Linked DNA regions of Sus scrofa: region 2 is linked to region 1. A link is a contact called in public Hi-C data. All regions are on one chromosome and are shown on one strand. Each heading gives the region's core, a stretch centred on a gene start, on an enhancer-like site or on the middle of the called end of the contact. The rest is flanking DNA. Distances are from core to core; before and after follow the strand shown. Region 1 has its middle 170 kb from the start of DYRK2. Region 2 has its middle 100 kb from the start of DYRK2.

The links. A called contact is a pair of places that touch in the nucleus more often than the background predicts.
Region 2: a Hi-C map of liver shows a contact between it and region 1, with 6 times the contacts expected there. The contact joins two enhancer-like sites. A contact is called at or near these places in 1 of 5 promoter capture datasets (liver), 5 of 47 Hi-C or Micro-C datasets (fetal heart ventricle, liver and skeletal muscle) and 1 of 2 datasets of contacts at active chromatin or transcription factors (skeletal muscle).

Annotation. Positions count from the first base shown.
Region 1 is chr5:31,870,106-31,875,286 of Sscrofa11.1, reverse strand. No RefSeq gene overlaps it. Among named protein-coding and RNA genes, the nearest start is that of DYRK2, 170 kb to the left of the region's middle. Within about 2 kb of position 2,291, at least 9 of the 83 cell types and tissues checked have an H3K27ac peak or open chromatin away from gene starts, as enhancers often do. A contact at or near this core is called in liver, where this site is marked.
Region 2 is chr5:31,942,594-31,947,774 of Sscrofa11.1, reverse strand. No RefSeq gene overlaps it. Among named protein-coding and RNA genes, the nearest start is that of DYRK2, 100 kb to the left of the region's middle. Within about 2 kb of position 2,209, at least 9 of the 83 cell types and tissues checked have an H3K27ac peak or open chromatin away from gene starts, as enhancers often do. A contact at or near this core is called in liver, where this site is marked.

The sequences.
Region 1 (5,181 bases), core at 1,042-3,541:
ACTAGAAGGAGCATTACTGGAACTAGGGCAGAGAGCCATTGAGCTAGGAAATGTTCACTTTTTAAGGATTGTCACCTTCTGTTGCTAATTAGTACCCCCACCAGCCACTTCAGCAGAGGTTAAATCATTGATTCATTCATACTTGCATACAATAAACATTTCCTTGGATGTCTACTAGGTGCCAGCTACTGTACTTTGAGTTGGGACTAGACTAATATGTAAAACATAGCCTCAGCCCCCCAAATATAGGGTCCACAGCCAATCATATGAAGAGATAATGACTCTTGCAAATGCTTTTCCTCTCCCTGGTATGCTGTTCTCCCATCTCTTTGTCTGGATAAATCTTATTCAGCCCTTTGGATCTTGACTAGGATGTCACTTAATCTAGAAAAACCCTCCTTGACACTTCAAGTCAGGGTCAGGTGTCCTTTCTATGTATTTCCATGGCATCCAATACTTCCACCTCTCTTAGGACTTTGCACTTTGTCTTTTAGTTACTTGTTTACACATCTGTATCCCCTCCTTAGACAATGAGCTACTTAAGGACAAGAGCCATGTCACACCCATCTTTGTATATTCAATGACTAGCATATAATAGGAGCTCCATAGATAACTGTTGAATAAATGAGTGAGTAAGATCTTCATGTGGTATGTTGAGAACACAGAGGAGATGTGCTAAGAAACTTCCTGTAAGAGGTGACTGCTAAATGAAGTCATAAATGATAAGTTCAAGTTATCCGGATCTGGGCTGGTTAGAAGGCAGAAGCAGAGTCATCTATGCTATAAAACCCCCAGTGCAATGGTGTTGATAGAGTGTGAGGTAGGGTATGAGGAGAGGACAGGCCGGTGCAGCTGGAGCACGGGAATGGGGGGATGGGTTCCAATAAACCCGACTCAAACTCTATTTTCCCCTCTGTTCCCATCTAAATGAACAAACACACAGATTGGAGGGTCCCAGGAGCTGATCTCCAGGCATTACACACTTATTTGCAGTCTCCAAGACACAAACTGCACTGAAAACCCTCTCTGACCTAAGGACCATTTCCTACTCTGCCCTGTGAGGTTCAATGCATGGGAGGAAGAGGGGAGCTCCAGAGGGGAGCCTCCAGATCACCTGCTTAATACTCTGCCCCAGACTTCAAATTATGGGTAAAACACTTGTGAAATGTCATGGGCCCACCTTTCCTCTGCTCAGCCTCTTCCCCGAATCCAGCTCTTCTTCTTCAACCTGGAAAGGCCTGGGAAGAGGACACTGTCTGATTTCTCCTTCTTCCATTGTGTTTTTAATATTAATTCCAGTGATTTACAATCCATCATTTACGTTCAGTGCAACCAATATCCCTTTTAAGATAATCCCAAGCCTTTAGAAAACCCACTTCTGTTTTAAGCAGATCAGCCAATAGGATTCATTCATTCATTCAACAACCATTTAACTAGTAGTTGTATTGGGCATGACTCTGGAGTCTGGAGACTCAAAGATGAAGAGATGTGGTCCCTACTCCTTTGCTGCTCACAGTCTAGTGGAAGAAGCTCTAGGACATGGAAATCTCTTAGGTGAGGGCAGTGATGAAGCCACTGTGGACCTTCTTGAAATGTAGTCACCTGCAGGCTTACAACTGTACAATCTTGGGCCCCTCTTCCTGATCTATGAAATCAAAACTTAGGAGGCAGAGCCAGGAATCTGGGCCCTGCCTTCCTCTCCACAATGCCCCTCTTCTGCTTAGGGAACTACTTGGAGTCACAGGAAACATCAGTCCATTCCAATATGAAGTGAAATACTATTTTATCATGTAATGGCCCCACCAGACACTTCTCCTTAAAATCACAGAGATGGATGGTTTCACGAAGATGGGCGTGGCATGGACTAGACTGCCCAGAATCATTTCAGTGTCAGCATATAAGGAATCAAAGAGATCATGTCCTCTCTCTCTCCATCCTGCTCTCTACCCTTGGAGGAAAAAAAAAAAAAAAAAAGAATCATAGCAGCTTGGCTGTTCAGCTAAGAAGCAGGAGCCCCAGAGTTATTTCAGTGCGTGAGAATGGAAATGGGATAAACTGAAACAATAAAAACTTGAATGTTTAAGAAAGTCAAGGCAAGGAGGAGAGATCACCATCCGGGCATGTGAGTTCTGCAACCCTGCCGTAGTTCTAAACCAATTCAAGCACATTGCTTGCTTTCTGAAGTCCTAGCAAAATGGATCTTGCCACCAGCAGCCGTTTCAGAGCTCCTGGCCGCCTTTTTTTGGCTTATTGCCACATGTCATTAGTGACCTATTTTCACTGCAGCAAGAACAGCCATGTCTGCAGGCCCCTGAATCAGCAGTTTCTCCTCCGCTCACTAACTCCAGGCTGGCAAAGCTGATACCAGTGTCATCGAAAGTGCCACCCCCACACTCTCCCCAGAGGTGGGGAGGGCACCATTGTGTTACAATGTCCGCTCTGACCCCAGGCTGTCCTGAGAGTCCAGCTGTCAGGTCTCCTCGGAATAAGCAGCTGAACTTGGAATTATCTTGGCCTAATAATTAATCAGGACTAAAAATAGCTCCAAACTGCCTGGGCTTTGCTTAATTCCTACCCAGGTGGGAAAGGTAGTTTTTAAAAACTAATTGCAAAACCCTATTTTGTAAGGCTTTGCACTGAAATATAATTATCTAACACACCAGCTTGAAAGACAATTCACAGTTAATCTGGTGCTCTAAAATAAATAGGTAATGCTGTCTTTTGCATTGCACATTGATCTGAAATCATCAATTCTTGGTGGATATTAAATGACGCCGGGAATTTTACTCAGAATCTTCTAAGAATATCCTCAAATTCACGGAAAGAAAATAGCCATTGGCTTAAAGAGCTGCAAAAGATAGCCCGTTGCCAGGCAGATTAGACAATGAGTCAAGTTCCACAAGAGGGCGCTCTCTCCACTCGTCCTTCTAGTCAAAGAAACCAGTTCTGCATTTCTCCGCGCTTAGGCGGCTCTTGGCTTTGCCCTCTGCAAACAGCGTGCTCCTAAGAGCAAATGCTTGGTGTCCCTGATGAATGGTGCTTCCGTGATCGCTTTCTGGCTGAGATCATCAGGCAAATGTAATCTCTGCGATATCCGACAAGCAACTTCAAAATGAAAGGAAATCAAGCAAAACATTCAAAATAAAAGGGAAAATATAAACAGGACTAGATTGACTTCTCATAGTCACCTACACTTGTGCGCTCATTTTTGTGATATTCTAATGAGCATATGACATGAAAGTACACTTATCACAGTGATCCATGTCTGGCCCAAAGTCAGAAAGAGGCACCAACCCAGTATTGACAGTCGGGGCGGGGCGCGGGTGGAGGGTGGGGGGGCAGGTGTATTTCAGGAGGCTCCTCACCCTCCTGTCTCTCCTCCCTCCCTGTGCAGCCTCACCTCCCACCCAAGCAGCCCCCTGGGCTGGTCCCAAGGGCCAGTACTTCCTGCTGGATCCCTGGCCTCCATTCATATCCCCTTTTCTCTCTGTTGCTTGTCTTACCTCCTCCAAGACATTCAGGGAGGACTAGCTGGTGAATGAAAGAATAGAATTCGCTCCTTCTGGAGACAAGAATTAGAACAAGGAAGGCAGAATGCATGTACGAATGACTTGGATTCAGCAGAAAACAATGAACAGGCAGCTGGGCTTTGAGAACAAAAAACCTCTACTTCCATCCCTCACACACCCCCCACCCTCCCCACCTATCTGAATTCAGAGACCAAGACTCCACTATGTACCAGCAGCATAAATTACAAGTCGCTTCTCTCCTCTGTGTTCAGCCATAGCATCTGAAAAAAAATGATAATAAAAATATCAGTTCTACTCCATAGGTTATTCTGGGGCTAAAATAAAATAATGTATGTGAGACCCTTTGTGGGTCATAAGAAGCTGTAGCAACCTCGTGAATAGCCGTCCCTGGAGCTGCTCAATCATTCATAGATTGACAGGGATGGACAAGACAGGAAGGAAAGTTGAATTCGGTTCTATTATGATTAACTTATGAGTTAACTTATCTCAGCAAACGAAGAGCACTGAGTTTCGTCCTGAAGAGAATCTGTGCTTCTATGAATCTGTCTCTAGTCCTGGGTTACCCAGTTATGAACTGACTGGTTGCGTGGCCCCCGATTCATATATTGAAAGCCTGCCCTGCAGCATGAGGATATGAGGAAGTGGAGCCATTTGGCAAATAATTAGGATTAGATGAGGTCATGGGGGTGGAGTGTTCATGATGGGGCTAGTGCCCATAGAATAGTCTTGAAAGAGCTCTCTGCCCTCTGTTCTCCGCCATGGGAGGATCCAAGGAGAAGTTGGCTATTTGTAACCCGAAAAGGGGCTCAGCAGAGCCACCATGCTGGCACTCTCATCTCAGACTTTTGGCCTCTGGAACTGTGAGAACTACATGTGTGTTGTTTACAAGCCACCCAGACCATGGTACTAAATGGACTAAGAATCCAAGTTGGCTTTGACCCAGAGGAACGTTCCGAAAGGTAAACATGTAGAGACTCCTTGCAAAGAGTCTACTGTGAGAAATGTTTATTATAGACTTGCAAAAAAAAAAAAAAAATGGAAGCTAAATATCCCACATACAGAGGTTTAATTAAACCTCTCCATATACGGAATTAATGTATATCCATTAAAATGACATAGACATATAATAAGAGTCTACAATAAGGAATTTTTTTTTTTGTCTTTTTGCATTTTCTAGGGCTGCTCCTGCAGAATATGGAGGTTCCCAGGCTAGGGGTCGAATCGGAACTGTAGCCACTGGCCTACACCAGAGCCGCAGCAACACAGGATCCGAGCCGCGTCTGTGACCTACGCCACAGCTCACAGCAACGCCGGATCGTTAACCCACTGAGCAAGGGTAGGGATCGAACCCACAACCTCATGGTTCCTAGTCAGATTCGTCAACCACTGCGCCACGATGGGAACTCCAGTCTACAATAAGGAATTAACAGAAAAAAATAACTTATCAAACACGTACAGCGGACTGATGTTAAAACCTGTGCACAGGAGTTCCTGTCGTGGCGCAGTGGTTAACGAATCCGACTAGGAACCATGAGGTTGCGGGTTCGGTCCCTGCCCTTGCTCAGTGGGTTAACGATCCGGCGTTACCGTGAGCTGTGGTGTAGGTTGCAGACGCGGCTCGGATCACGCGTGGCTGTGGCTCCGGCGTAGG
Region 2 (5,181 bases), core at 960-3,459, 73 kb before region 1:
ATTTGGTTGAGGGGCTATGGCAATCCACCAGGCAAAAGTGGACAGTGGTCTGACCCAGGCTGACAAGAGCAGAGGGTTTAAAAATAAATAAATAAATAAATAAATAAATAAAGCCTGATCCTGGATCTACTATTATTTTCAAAAGAGAAACAACAGGATCTGTGACAGATCACCTGGGGACTGTCAGAGAGCAACAGGATCTATGAAAGATCAGATAGGGATTGTCAGAGGGCAACAGGATCTGTGACCCATCAGATGGGGACTGTCAGAGAGGCCTCAGGGAAGGCCCCCAGTCTTTGGCAACTAGAAGCATGTGGTGGTCTTTAGCTGAGGTGGGGAAAGCTGAGGAGAGCAACTTAGGATGTCCCCGTGTGGGGCACGTGAGTTTAAAATACCCATAAGATGACCAAACAGAGATGTCAAAGAGAAAAACAGCCTTGAGCTAAAGAGATAGAACAGAGCTGGAAATAGACATTGGCGCATCATTAGCACAAACATGATACTTCAAGTCAAGGGTTTGAATGAGGCCATCAGGGAGATGAGTGTAGAGGAAGGAAGATAACCAAAGTGTGAGTCCTGGATTGCACCAACGTTTCAAGGTTGGAAGATGAAGAGGAACCAGCTAAGGGGATCTGAGAGCAGCCACAGAGGTAGGAAGAAAGCCACAGAGTCCAGAATGATGATCCGGGAGTCAACCAGGCTGGAGGAAATACTTGATTCCAGCTCTGCCTTCTTCTCTGGTGTTTCGAAATAAAACTGGAGGATAAGAGTGAAATCCTTTTAAAAAGTTGTCAAGCCTTCTACGTCTCCAAGACTCTCAAGAACTTTCCAAATGCACATGCGAACTAAGTGTTATTGATTTTAAAAACCGAGTATACACACATGTATTATACTGATTTGAAATGTATCCATTTAAACAGATCAGTCAACCAAAATACATCAGGTAAATCTCCAGGAATAATAATACATTTAAACATACTCAAGTTTTAAAACCCACCCAGATTCTTAAACACTATTATCACCCTCCATCCTCCAGCCATTTGATCAATCTTTCAATGGCTATGACAGCTTAGAGAGAAAAATATTCACTTCTTACAGTTTAAGTGTCACTCCAGGATTTAACCTCCAGTTTGATATAGAGCTTTCTCTAGAGAGTCAGGAACCAAGAATGAGGCTGTGTACCCACTTCCCCAAGGACAGGACATTCTAAACCTAGTGGCTCCCGTGTATGCTATATGGCACACATTTAAAACCTATTTTTAGGATCATGATATTTATGTTTATTGGGTTTGGAGCTTATAATGATAGAGAGTGGCTAGGAGTGCAGGGAGGTGAGGAAAGGAAAAGGGAGAAGGGAAAATCTGAAGCCAGGCCTTAGCACTGAAAAGGCCCAGACATGTGAAGAGCCAGAGTGAGGGGTTCCCAGCAGAGAAAACCACAAAAGCAAAGAGATACAGCCATGAAGACAAAACAGGCAATGTGATCTCAGAGGATGAACCATCTAATTTAATGTAGGGAAGACAAATGAGTCAGACACCATGCAGGGCCAAATTAAGCCACTGGGGAATCAGGCAGGCGACATATCCATGGGGGCATCTTTCTCGCTCATGGGCAAAAGTCTTCAAATGTACTGATAAGACATTGATCAAGCTTGGTGGTACAGTGGAAGGACACATGTGAATTCTAATGCGACTGACCTGCACATTTTTACAGCAGCATTTAGGTATACGCCTCCTCCTTTCAGCTACCAATGCCCTCATCAGTATGTTAATATGATCATTTCCTACATGCTGCAAACCAAGGCAGAACGAGGGCTGGGTGACCCCCTCCCCCGCCCCAGTGTGCAATAGTCTTCCCATATGTCTTGTTTATTTCCAGTCATTGGTGCCAACTGCTGAAGGAATGGCATGAATTCAGGCAAGAGCATTACCTGGTCCAACCTCTCCTGTCTGAGACTGTCCTCAGATGCTAAGTTAATAACCACCTAGGATCAAACAGTTCAGGAAGGCTTTCCGCCTTCTGCTGGCGCAGTCTGGTGGATGAGCTTTGGCCTTTCTGCCATCCCCAGTCCTTTATTTTGTTTAGCTTTTGACAGCTGTGGACCTTGCAGAGAAGCCAAACAGGTTGAGAAACCAGTTTGGTCCCAACAGACCTGCACAGTGGGAACTCACCTCTATACACACAGATCTGGGGCAGTGCCTACCCCGGGCATTGGGACGGCAGCCCAGGTTCCCAGAGAGCCCCAAGACATCCAGTCTAAACAGATACATCAATCTGCTCACTGAGAGAAGAAAGCTGGCTCTCCCAATATAATTACAGTGTGGCTGATTTATTATTCTGAACTTTGGTGCATGGCAGGGGTAGTGTTATCTCTGCCAGTGTATAATATTGGGCCAAAAGATGAAATACCAAGCTAGCCTGATGGGTTCCAAGAATCCATTTGCATAAACAGAGCTCCCACATATGCCAATGTGTGTTCAAGGATTGTGCCACGTGGCTTAGTCTCTTTGGCAAAGCCCTTTCGAGAAGGAAATTACAAGTTTTCATATATTCAGAACCATTTAATAGCTGGCAGGCTACTGCCAACCACCAAAGCTACTGCCAAGTCTACTGAGATATCTTAAAGTGTCCATCGTTGTCAGGTTGGTTTTAGAGCTAAATAAATATACCACAAATGACACATGCTACATTTTCTCTAAAAGAAACAATCATTTCTCTCTAGCCCTAGTCCCTGGTGGTATAAACATGCTAAACCCCAGAGGTGAAAAGAATATTTTATAAAAGATTGTGGGAGGTCATGTGAGATCATGGTCCAGGGAATGGATTGTGAATGACAGAGATGGAGGTTAGAATTAAGCTCCTCCAGAGTTTTCTGACAGGGCCCTAGAGGTCAAGGATCTGTGGTTGTCACTGATATGGCACAGGTTCGATTCCTGACCCAGGAACTTTCTCATGCTGTAGGCATGGCCAAAAAAAAAAAAAAAGATTAATAGCTCCTCTACGTGACAGCTTCATGTGCTTCAATTTTCATAACCCTTAAAAACCTCAATGACCTCATCTGTGAAATGGGAATTAAATGTTGTTAGGGTGAGTGAGTGGTTTTAGATAAGCCACTTGGCATAAGAGAGGAAATCAATAAACACTGTTTGTCAACATGCTAGGTCTGATGATGAATCCTCTGGATGTGGAATTCCCTATGAAACAATTTTACATTTGTGTTTACCTGTCAATTGTAATTGGAAGTCAATATAGCCATATGTAGGATGCCAAAGACCCATTTGGATTTATTTTAGACCCCAACTTGGAATCTACGTGTACAATCACACGGCAACAGGTGGTATTACTTGAATTGTCAAGAGCTAGAGAGGATAGAAGAAAATTAGAGTTATATAAAGGAAGCATCCATTGCAGATGAAGGCCCATGATGCCTGTGGGTTGTGTGCATGAATATTCAAAGGGTTCAGAACAGAGAAAACTGGTGGAGGACTAAGCGGTCCCACAGCCCTGGTCCTATAGCACCAAGAGGGCCTCGTGCTTCCATCGTGAACAACAATCAACTCACAAAACAGTGCTTGTCATGTTTATTAATATTATTGTCTTGAAATTTATTTATTTTGGAGTTTTGTTTCTAACACATAAAATCGTTTAGACTTCATGGTTGTTTGCAAGTGGTAAAGAAGTTTATCCCTGGTTTTAGGCTTTATATATTTAAATAAGTAAACCTAAGAAACAATTCCTAGTTGCAGTGGATGTTCAGGCAAATGTTTATTCTCCATAGAATGAGTTCACAGATTATTCAGTTTTCAGAAACCCAGTAATAACTGGCCACTGCTAGTATAATTATTAGGAAGGAAATAAATTGATGCAAGGAATAAACACTGTGTTAAGTGAAAGAGCAGGCTATAATATTGTTATGATCAACATTGTGTTGAAAAAATGATGCCCAGGAAAAACAACAACATAAAGGAACATTTGAAATAATAATCGTTACATTTCGGTGATAAAATTATGACTGCCTTTTTTTCTATCTTAAAATGTTTCAATTTGTCCTTAAGCAACAGAAATTTCATCATTTTAAAGCCTGTGTCTCCACGGGGAGCAGCCCCTCCAGGGCGAGAACATTACTTGCAAGGAATGTAGGCTGACTCCAGCCCAAGCCCCCTGTTTTCAATAGATTCCTGCAAATTGTGCTTCAGATCCCTAAATACCCCCTGGTAGCTTCAACAGATGTGATTTACAGGGCACGACTCTCTCTTAAAACACCTTTCTGGGAACTGGAATTCTCCGTAGTACTGGTGAGTTCCAAGAACCGTCTGTGCAGCGGTGAAGGTGGTCACCAGCTCCCCCTCATTCGTCTCCATTGGCTCCTCTCCATGGCCCACCCCTGGCAAATGGGGAAATCAGCCTCAAACGGCTTTCTTGTCTCTCTAGCACCCCTTTGGGCCACCTCTGCCTTCCTTCTGGCCCTCTTCCCGAGACTTAGTCATTGCGTCACACCAGTACCAGACCTTCCTTGGCTGGGCTTCCAGTGCTGTCTGCCCAGCCCTCCTTAATACTTACCTCGGAGAGCGTGGTGGGAATTCCTACCCAAGCCAGCTGCACTCTTTAAATGCCTAAAGCTAATCGGATTACAACACACACACAAATGCGTGTGTATTTTTTTTTTTAATACCCAGGCAACCCCAAAGCATATAAATTAGGATATTTGGAGGCAGGCCCTGATATTGGAAATTCTAATGTCCAGCCAAGTTTGAGAACCATCAGATCAACAGCCCAAAGCTGAGTCAATATCTCAAAGGTCTGAGAACACACACTCTGAAACCAATGACCTAAAGTTGAACTATGGCTCCACCACAAACCTGCTAGCTCCATAACCTTGAGTGATTTTAATATATCCCTGGATACTTTCATTTCCTTACTTGTAAAGAGGAGAGGACACTGATAAGCCTTTCTGTCTAATAGGGTGGAGGCAAGGCTTAAGTCCCGTAGCTCCTAGGAAGCGCTTAGGGCAGCCTAGCATGCAGTAAGTGCTTCGTCCGGGCTGGTTCTCATTGATAATTATCATTACTCACCATCCCCTAGTCACCTGGCTCAGGGGAGCCCAGGGAGGCAGCCTCAGGAGTAAAGCAACAATGAGATCTCCTTTTCCTCTGAGATAAGATCTTATGACAGCTCCTGTCC